Linked DNA regions of Sus scrofa: region 2 is linked to region 1. The links are chromatin contacts, called in public Hi-C maps. All regions are on one chromosome and are shown on one strand. The core of a region is the stretch at or near the end of the contact, and the rest is flanking DNA. Distances in the headings are between cores, read along the strand shown. Region 1 holds the start of NDUFB7 (NADH dehydrogenase [ubiquinone] 1 beta subcomplex subunit 7). Region 2 holds the start of DNAJB1 (DnaJ heat shock protein family (Hsp40) member B1).

What was found. Hi-C and Micro-C count contacts between places; a contact is called where the count stands out from the background.
Region 2: a Hi-C map of skeletal muscle shows a contact between it and region 1, with 2.6 times the contacts expected there. The contact joins the promoter of DNAJB1 here to the promoter of NDUFB7 in region 1. A contact is called at or near these places in 5 of 47 Hi-C or Micro-C datasets (embryonic fibroblasts, heart right ventricle, liver and 1 more) and 2 of 2 datasets of contacts at active chromatin or transcription factors (alveolar macrophages and skeletal muscle).

What each region holds. Positions count from the first base shown.
Region 1 is chr2:64,717,495-64,720,993 of Sscrofa11.1, forward strand. It overlaps NDUFB7 (NADH dehydrogenase [ubiquinone] 1 beta subcomplex subunit 7), which reads left to right and starts at 1,398. Exons shown (of 3, transcript XM_003480775.4): 1 at 1,398-1,601. The coding sequence starts at 1,490.
Region 2 is chr2:64,760,223-64,764,004 of Sscrofa11.1, forward strand. It overlaps DNAJB1 (DnaJ heat shock protein family (Hsp40) member B1), which reads left to right and starts at 1,450. Exons shown (of 3, transcript NM_001244430.1): 1 at 1,450-1,784; 2 at 2,994-3,571. The coding sequence starts at 1,574.

The DNA.
Region 1 (3,499 bases), core at 148-2,647:
CCCAAGCAATTGGTCAAATAGGAGCTGCAGCTGCCGGCCACAGCCACAGCCACAGCAGCGCTGGATCCAAGCCACATCTGAGACCTACACTTCAGCTTGTGGCAATGCTGGATCCTTAACCCACTGAGCAAGGCCAGGGATAGAACCTGCATCATCACGGAGACTGTGTCAGGTCCTTAACCTGCTGACCCACAATGGGAACTGCAAGACCCTGTTTTCAAATAAGATCGCATTCACAGTTTTTGGGGTGGGGGTGGGGAGGTTAGGACTTCAACATATTTGGGAGGGGGGGACAATTCAACCCATAGCACCTTGTCAAATGAAATCTAATCTTTCACTGCCAACTATCACTTCCCAGCACTGCCAGGCACCCATTGAAAGGCTTCTCTCTTGTGTTCCATTGTGCAGGATTCCAGATTTATGTTACAGGTACACAGTGAAGCCAAGAAGCATTTGGCAGTATTAAATAATGTATTAGACTTTCAAATATACTGTATAGCAATTCTTTACAGTGGCAACTACAGGAATACCAGAATCACAACTTGGTTTTGTTTTTTGTTTTTGTTTTGGTTGCACTCGCAGCATAACTTCTAGGCCACCAGGGAACTCCACTTGTTTTATTTTTACTATTCAATTGGACTTAAAATTTCAGCTTTAAATTGTTTTATTTATAAATAACTTTTATTTGCAAACTTAAATTTAATTAAAATATATATGTTAACTGTATTTAAATTTTTTATATTAGCTAATTACATACACCATCGGTATATATAATTTTTATATGTGCCAATGACATACATATCAGGTTTTTTACCGACAATTGGAATGTTTTAGAATAAAAACTTTTTTAATCAAAAAAAATATGATATATTGGTGTTCCCGTCGTGGCTCAGCGGTTAACGAACCAGACTAGTATCCATGAGGATGCGGGCTTGATCCCTGGTCTTGCTCAGTGGGTTAAGAATTCAGCGTTGCCGTGAGCTGTGGTGTAGGTCGCAGAAGCTGCTCGCATCCCGCTTTGCTATGGGTGGCTGTAGCGTAGACTGGCGGCTACAGCTCCGGATTGGATCCCTAGCCTGGGAACCTCCAAATGCCAGCCCTAAAAAGACAAAAAAAAAAAAAAAAAATATATATATATATATATATATATAATAGTTTTCATTTGTGCTCTAGCTCCGAGAGACCAGGGGTTACCTGGGAGGGGGGGAGGAGGCCCCAAACTCGTATCCTCCACCCTCCCCGGCCTAGATGGATTTCCAGATGTAGGGAGGTCTTCTCTGGCCATCCCTAGTGGGGAGCGCGCGCGTTGCTTCTCCTCCTAACCGCGAGGTGACGCTAAAGACACCTGAAGACCTCTGGAGTCGTTCATCTTTATGATCCCTGCTACGGCCCGAGCAACCCGGAAGTTGTGGCTGTCCAAGGGGGAATGCTTCCGGGCAGGAGCTAGGTGACCCCGGCTGCTTCAAGAACCTGCGGTGTGACAGCAGCCATGGGGGCGCACCTGGCCCGGCGCTACCTGGGCGATGCATCAAAGGAGCCCGACCCCCTGCGGATGCCCACCTTCCCGCCTGACTACGGCTTCCCGGAGCGCAAGGAACGCGGTGAGGCCCAATGCGCAGGCGCGGCCGGCGGGAGTTGGGCTAGAGACCTGAACGCCGGGGTCCCCAGTGGTGGGCTCGAGCGTAAAGCGGCGTGTCCATACTCAGCCCTGATCTCGGCCCGGAGGAGTACGGAGGATGCGCGTGACCCTGCCTGAGTGCGAAGGCATTCCAGGCAGAGAGCACGGTTTGAGTAAAAAGCTCTGGGGGTAAAAGAGAGTAGGAGAACGGGGTTTATGAGGCGCTCGGGGCTGGGCTTAGCCCTGGAGTTAATGGGGCAGCCATGGAAGGGTTTATCACGGAAGGGATGTGCTCATGGTACATCTGTCCAGACGGCACTCCTGTTTTTAGATATGATCGAGAAAACAAGGGGGGGCTCACTCACACCGCACATACTTTTTTTTATGTATTAATATCACAAGCATATCGAGCGCCAGTCCTGGGCCAAATTCCAAGTTGGGCATCGAGGATGCAGCAGGCACGATTAAAGGGAACTCACAGCTCTTTGAGGGAAACAGTGGAACCTGGCCGATCTTGGGGGACCAAGCAGTATCAAGGCGGGCTTCCCGGAGGCTGTGACTAGAAGCAAGACCTGAGGGGGATGCGGAGGAGTTGACCACAAGGAAACCAAGGAGAGGGGAGAGCTAGTGCTTCTAAACAGAGGAGGGACACGATCAGATTTGCTTTGTCCAGAGGTGGCGCTGGCTACCAGGTGGGCCACAATTTGGAGACAGGGAAACCTCTAGGGTGGGGGTGGTTCTGAGAGGTTTGGATTTGGAAGAACGTTGGGAGGTACAGTCCTCTAGTGTCTGAACTCCTGGTAGTCCCTTCAGCTCTCCCTGAACCTACAGCCCATCAGTACACCCACCTCCTTATCATGTTACTGAGCCTCACACCCAGCTTTGCCCATGATGAGTTTTGCAAACACCCACAGCCACCCCCCTGACCCCCATTCCTCTCTCGTGCTTAACCAAAACCCTGGTTAAAGCCAGCTCTTCTTGTCTCCTGTCCTTGTGTAGCTGAATGTCATGGGAGAAGAACATCCAACTTCCCTGACTGGTCTCTCAGTTGCTCCCCCAGTTGACCCTTCATGCTGCTGGTTTTTATGTGGCATTCCCTGGCCCTCTCTGTTGCTCCCCCTTAGGCCACTGTCTCACACCTTCTCTCTCAGCCTCCATCACCTCCTTTCAGCTAGTTTTTGCATCTTCATAAGAGAAGCATCCAGGAGTTCCCACTGTGGCTCGGTGGTAACAAACCCAACTAGTAGCCATGAGGATGCGGGTTTGATCCCTGGCCCCGTTCAGTGGGTTAAGGATCTGGCATTGCCGTGAGCTTCTGTGTAGTTCACAGATGTGGTTCAGACCTAACGTCTCTGTGGCATAGGCTGGCAGCTGCAGCTCTGATTCAACCCCTAGCCTGGGAACTTCCACACGCAGCAGGCACCACAGCACTAAGAAAAAAAGAGATAGAGAAGAAACCAAAAGCTCTTTAGGCTCTCTTCACCCCTGCTTGCTACACAGCCTGGGATCCCTCCTTCTCTCTTGTTACTCCAGGTGATCTGCCCCTGCTTTGGCTAAGCCTCTGCTCCAGGTGAACCTTCTGATGCCCTCCATCCCATCCTCTCCCCTACCCAAGGACAGCCCCAACCATTCTCCTCTCGCAGCATTGGTCTTCCCATCAACATGCCAATACATTGTTATTTCCTCTCCTGACCCATCTCCCCCTCCAGCTGTCTCCCCAACACTTTGCTGACCAGGCTCCGGTCAGGCTTCCCCCACCCCTTCCCCACTATGTCCCTGCTAACCCCCATTGTCAGTTCTCAGCTTTAAGGCCACTGCAGCTGGGCACTGCCACTTCCTGAAAGCCCGTCCCCACTTGGTTCCAAGAACTCATAACCACTA
Region 2 (3,782 bases), core at 200-2,699, 43 kb after region 1:
CACACCCTCGGCATATGGAGGTTCCCAGGCTAGGGGTCCAGTTGGAGCTACAGCTGCTGGCATGCACCACAGCTACAGCAACATCAGATCCAAGCCACCTCTGCAACCTACACCAAAGCTCACTGCAATGCCAAATCCTTAACTCATTAAGCAAGGCCAGGGATGGAATCCGCAACCTCATGGTTCCTAGTTACACGATGGGAACTCGTGGAGTGCAGGTTCAGTCCTTGGCCAGGGAACTTCTATATGCCGCCTGTGGCCAAACAAATAAAAAAACATAGCCGGGAATATTTAGGAAGAGTCAGACTGTTCTGACACTGAGACTCAGCACTGACAGAGGTCAGGCCCTGCTCTGATAGTGATCAAAGGCTGGGGGGGGGGTGACATTTAGCATGAAAACCAAGGAACAAGATAATTCCAAATTTCAGTGGGAGGTATTCTTGAGAAAATGGTAATAAAGCAAAAGGCTTGAGGGGTTAGACTGAGGAGACCTCTCCAGGGAGGTAAGCTTTGGTCCAGGGTCCTTGGCTCGCTTTACAGGGTCGGTATGGGTGAGGAGAGGGACAGTTCTGGGGCTCCCAACACTGAGGGTGAGTGGGGTTTTTTTTTTTGTTTTTGGTTTTTTTTTTTGCTTTTTGGGGCCCCACCCGCGGCACATGGCTCCACCCGATCAAATCCACAACCTCATGTCTCCCAGTCGGATGCGATTCCGCTGCGCCACGACCGGTAGGGGGGTATTTTTATTCCCGGATGGAAGCAGGTATCTGGGACAAGGAGCGATTAGGCAACTAGCCTTGAATCACCTGGCGTAAACTGATTCTCCCGCCCAGCGAGATGGGGGAAGGAAGCACCTCCTAGGGGAAGGGCGGGGCCTTTCGCAGCCCGGGGCCTTTCGCAGCCCCGCCCTACTCGAAGCACCGCATTTTTTTTTTTTTTTTTTTTTTTTTTTGTCTCCTCTAGGGCCGCACTGAGACATATGGAGATTTCCAGGCTAGGGGGTCCAATCGGAGCTGTAGCCGCCAGCCTGCGCCAGAGCCACAGCAACGCGGGATCCGAACCACGTCTGCGACCTACACCACAGCTCACGGAATCCCTGGATCCTTAACCCACTGAGCGAGGACAGGGATCCTAGTCAGATTCGTTAACCACTGAGCCAAGACTGGAACATCGAAGCACCCGCACTTTAACCTGTTGACCCAGGCAGGGGCGGAGTACGCGGCAGGCCCGGTCCCCGGAAGCACTGAAGCAAGGTCGCTATTGGTTCCCTCAGAGAGTGGGCGGGGCCTCAGACGCCCAGTGCCCGCGCTGCGGCGAAGCGTTGCCTAGGGCGGAGCGGGAAGGGGTGTGGCCACGCGCGGGCAGCCGTTGGCGGCGCGTCCCCGCCCCGGATGTCGCGCGTCGCAACCTGGGCAGCGACGATTGGTCGGAGCCGCGTGGGGGGCGGGGCGGAAGGTTCTGGAGGGGGCTGGCGGGCTCTGGAAGCTTCCGCCGGACGGGTATATAGAGTCCGGGACGGGGCGGTGGCGGAGCCGGGGTACGGCGACAGCTGGGCGGCAGGCCGCAGGCGGGGGCAATGGGCAAAGACTATTATCAGACGCTGGGCCTGGCCCGCGGTGCCTCGGACGAGGAGATCAAGAGAGCCTACCGCCGTCAAGCGCTGCGTTACCACCCGGACAAGAACAAGGAGCCCGGCGCCGAGGAGAAGTTCAAGGAGATCGCCGAGGCCTACGACGTGCTCAGCGACCCGCGCAAGCGCGAGATCTTCGACCGCTACGGGGAGGAAGGTGTGTGCGCGCGCGCAACTGGGGGTGCGCCACCGCTGTTTGACAGGCGGAGAGATCGAGGCACTGCGGTACCCCGGCGGCGTCCCCGGGGTAGCGCTAAGGGACCGGGGGACGAGCAGCCCCCGCCTTTTGGCCAAACAGGCCTCCGCCCTCGATTGGCGGCCTCCCGATGGGAGGAGGAGTCCTGGCCGCGCTGCTCGCCCAGAAGCTTCTAGTATGTCTGGGGCCGCCCGTCTCCGCCCACGTCCGCGATCCGTCGGTGGGGGAGAGGGTGCAGAAGGAGAGGGGGTAGAGTGCGCAGCCTTGATGATGGCGCTGCGGCCCCTCGGGCGCTGGGCTCACCTGGGCGAGGTGAGAGCCTCTGCCAGCCCAGGGTGCAGGGCGAGGCCTCTGGCTGAGCGCCGGGCGCAGGCTGCTTGCAGTGAGCTTGCAAATGAGAGTGCCAATTAGCGCCCAGCGACCTCCCGGGCGTCTTTGAGGGTGGAGTGAGGTAATCCCTGTAAAATGCTTACCTAGCCCCGTGCCAGACACGTAGTCGGTGGTCAAGGTGCAAGGAGCAGTAGGGCCCGCCTCTGCCCGGCCTCACCAGGATAGCTCTCTTGGGGAGGCGGGGGAGCGGGAGGAGAAGCTTTCTTGTTGTCCAGCTGCCTGTTGATGACTCAGATTGGTTTCTCGGTTTGGTCTTAAGAAAGAAATGACTTTTTATATATAAGAATGGTGGCACTTAGTGTCAGAGCGTGAGAATTTGAAATCTCCGATTGCTGTTTCACCTTCATTTCTACTCTCCCTACAGTCTCTAGCTCTAAAGTATTTCAGAGTAAACATTTGGTGAAAACTGACCCTGGATCACACCTTTTTCATTGGCTGTCTTGAGTTCTTTGTACTCCTTGTAACATTGTAGGAAAGATGGGTCACTCAAATGTGAAGACCTAGGTGGTGGCCCCAAGAGATGGCCATCTTAGAGCTCGAGCCCGTCTCCACTGTCAGGCCACAGTGAACTAACTACCTGTGGGTGATGGTGGTTCTGTTTTTGAGACTGCAAGTGGGAAGAAAAAGCTTGGAGTTCCTCCTTGCTCTTTCCTGACAGCCAAAAAAAGAAAAAAAAATTCTTCCTTGATGGCTCTCAACTCTTTTTTTCCCCTCAAGGAAAGCTCCTAGAGAGAAAAGGTCCTGGCCAGCCATCTGATTTCTTTTGCTTTTGCATTTCAGGCCTGAAGGGTGGTGGCCCAAGTGGTGGGAGCAGCGGTGCTAACGGGACCTCTTTCAGCTACACATTCCATGGAGACCCTCATGCCATGTTTGCTGAGTTCTTCGGTGGCCGAAATCCCTTTGACACCTTCTTTGGGCAGCGCAACGGGGAGGAAGGCATGGACATTGATGACCCGTTTTCTGGCTTCCCCATGGGCATGGGTGGCTTCACCACTGCAAACTTTGGCCGCTCCCGCCCTGCACAAGAACCCACCCGAAAGAAGCAAGATCCCCCCGTCACCCATGACCTTAGGGTTTCACTTGAAGAGATCTATAGCGGCTGTACCAAGAAAATGAAAATCTCTCATAAGCGGCTGAACCCCGATGGAAAGAGCATTCGCAACGAAGACAAAATCTTGACCATCGAAGTGAAGCGGGGGTGGAAAGAAGGGACCAAAATCACCTTCCCCAAGGAAGGAGACCAGACCTCCAACAACATTCCAGCCGACATTGTCTTTGTTTTAAAGGACAAGCCACACAATATTTTTAAGAGAGATGGCTCTGATGTCATTTACCCAGCCAGGATTACCCTTCGGGAGGTAAGGCACTAGGCAGGGCAGTGTCTGTGGAGGGAGAAGGCTGCCTTTGGAAGCAGTTCTGTATTTTGCTTAACAGATATTTCTGAGCACTTGGTGTATGCCAGGCTTGGGGCGTGCAGTAACAGTAAGACTCTCCAAGGCTCTGTTTTTCCAGAGCTTCTGTGCTGTACCTGGGTAGATTGGGGCAGGGTCAGCTGCAAAGGCCTGATGG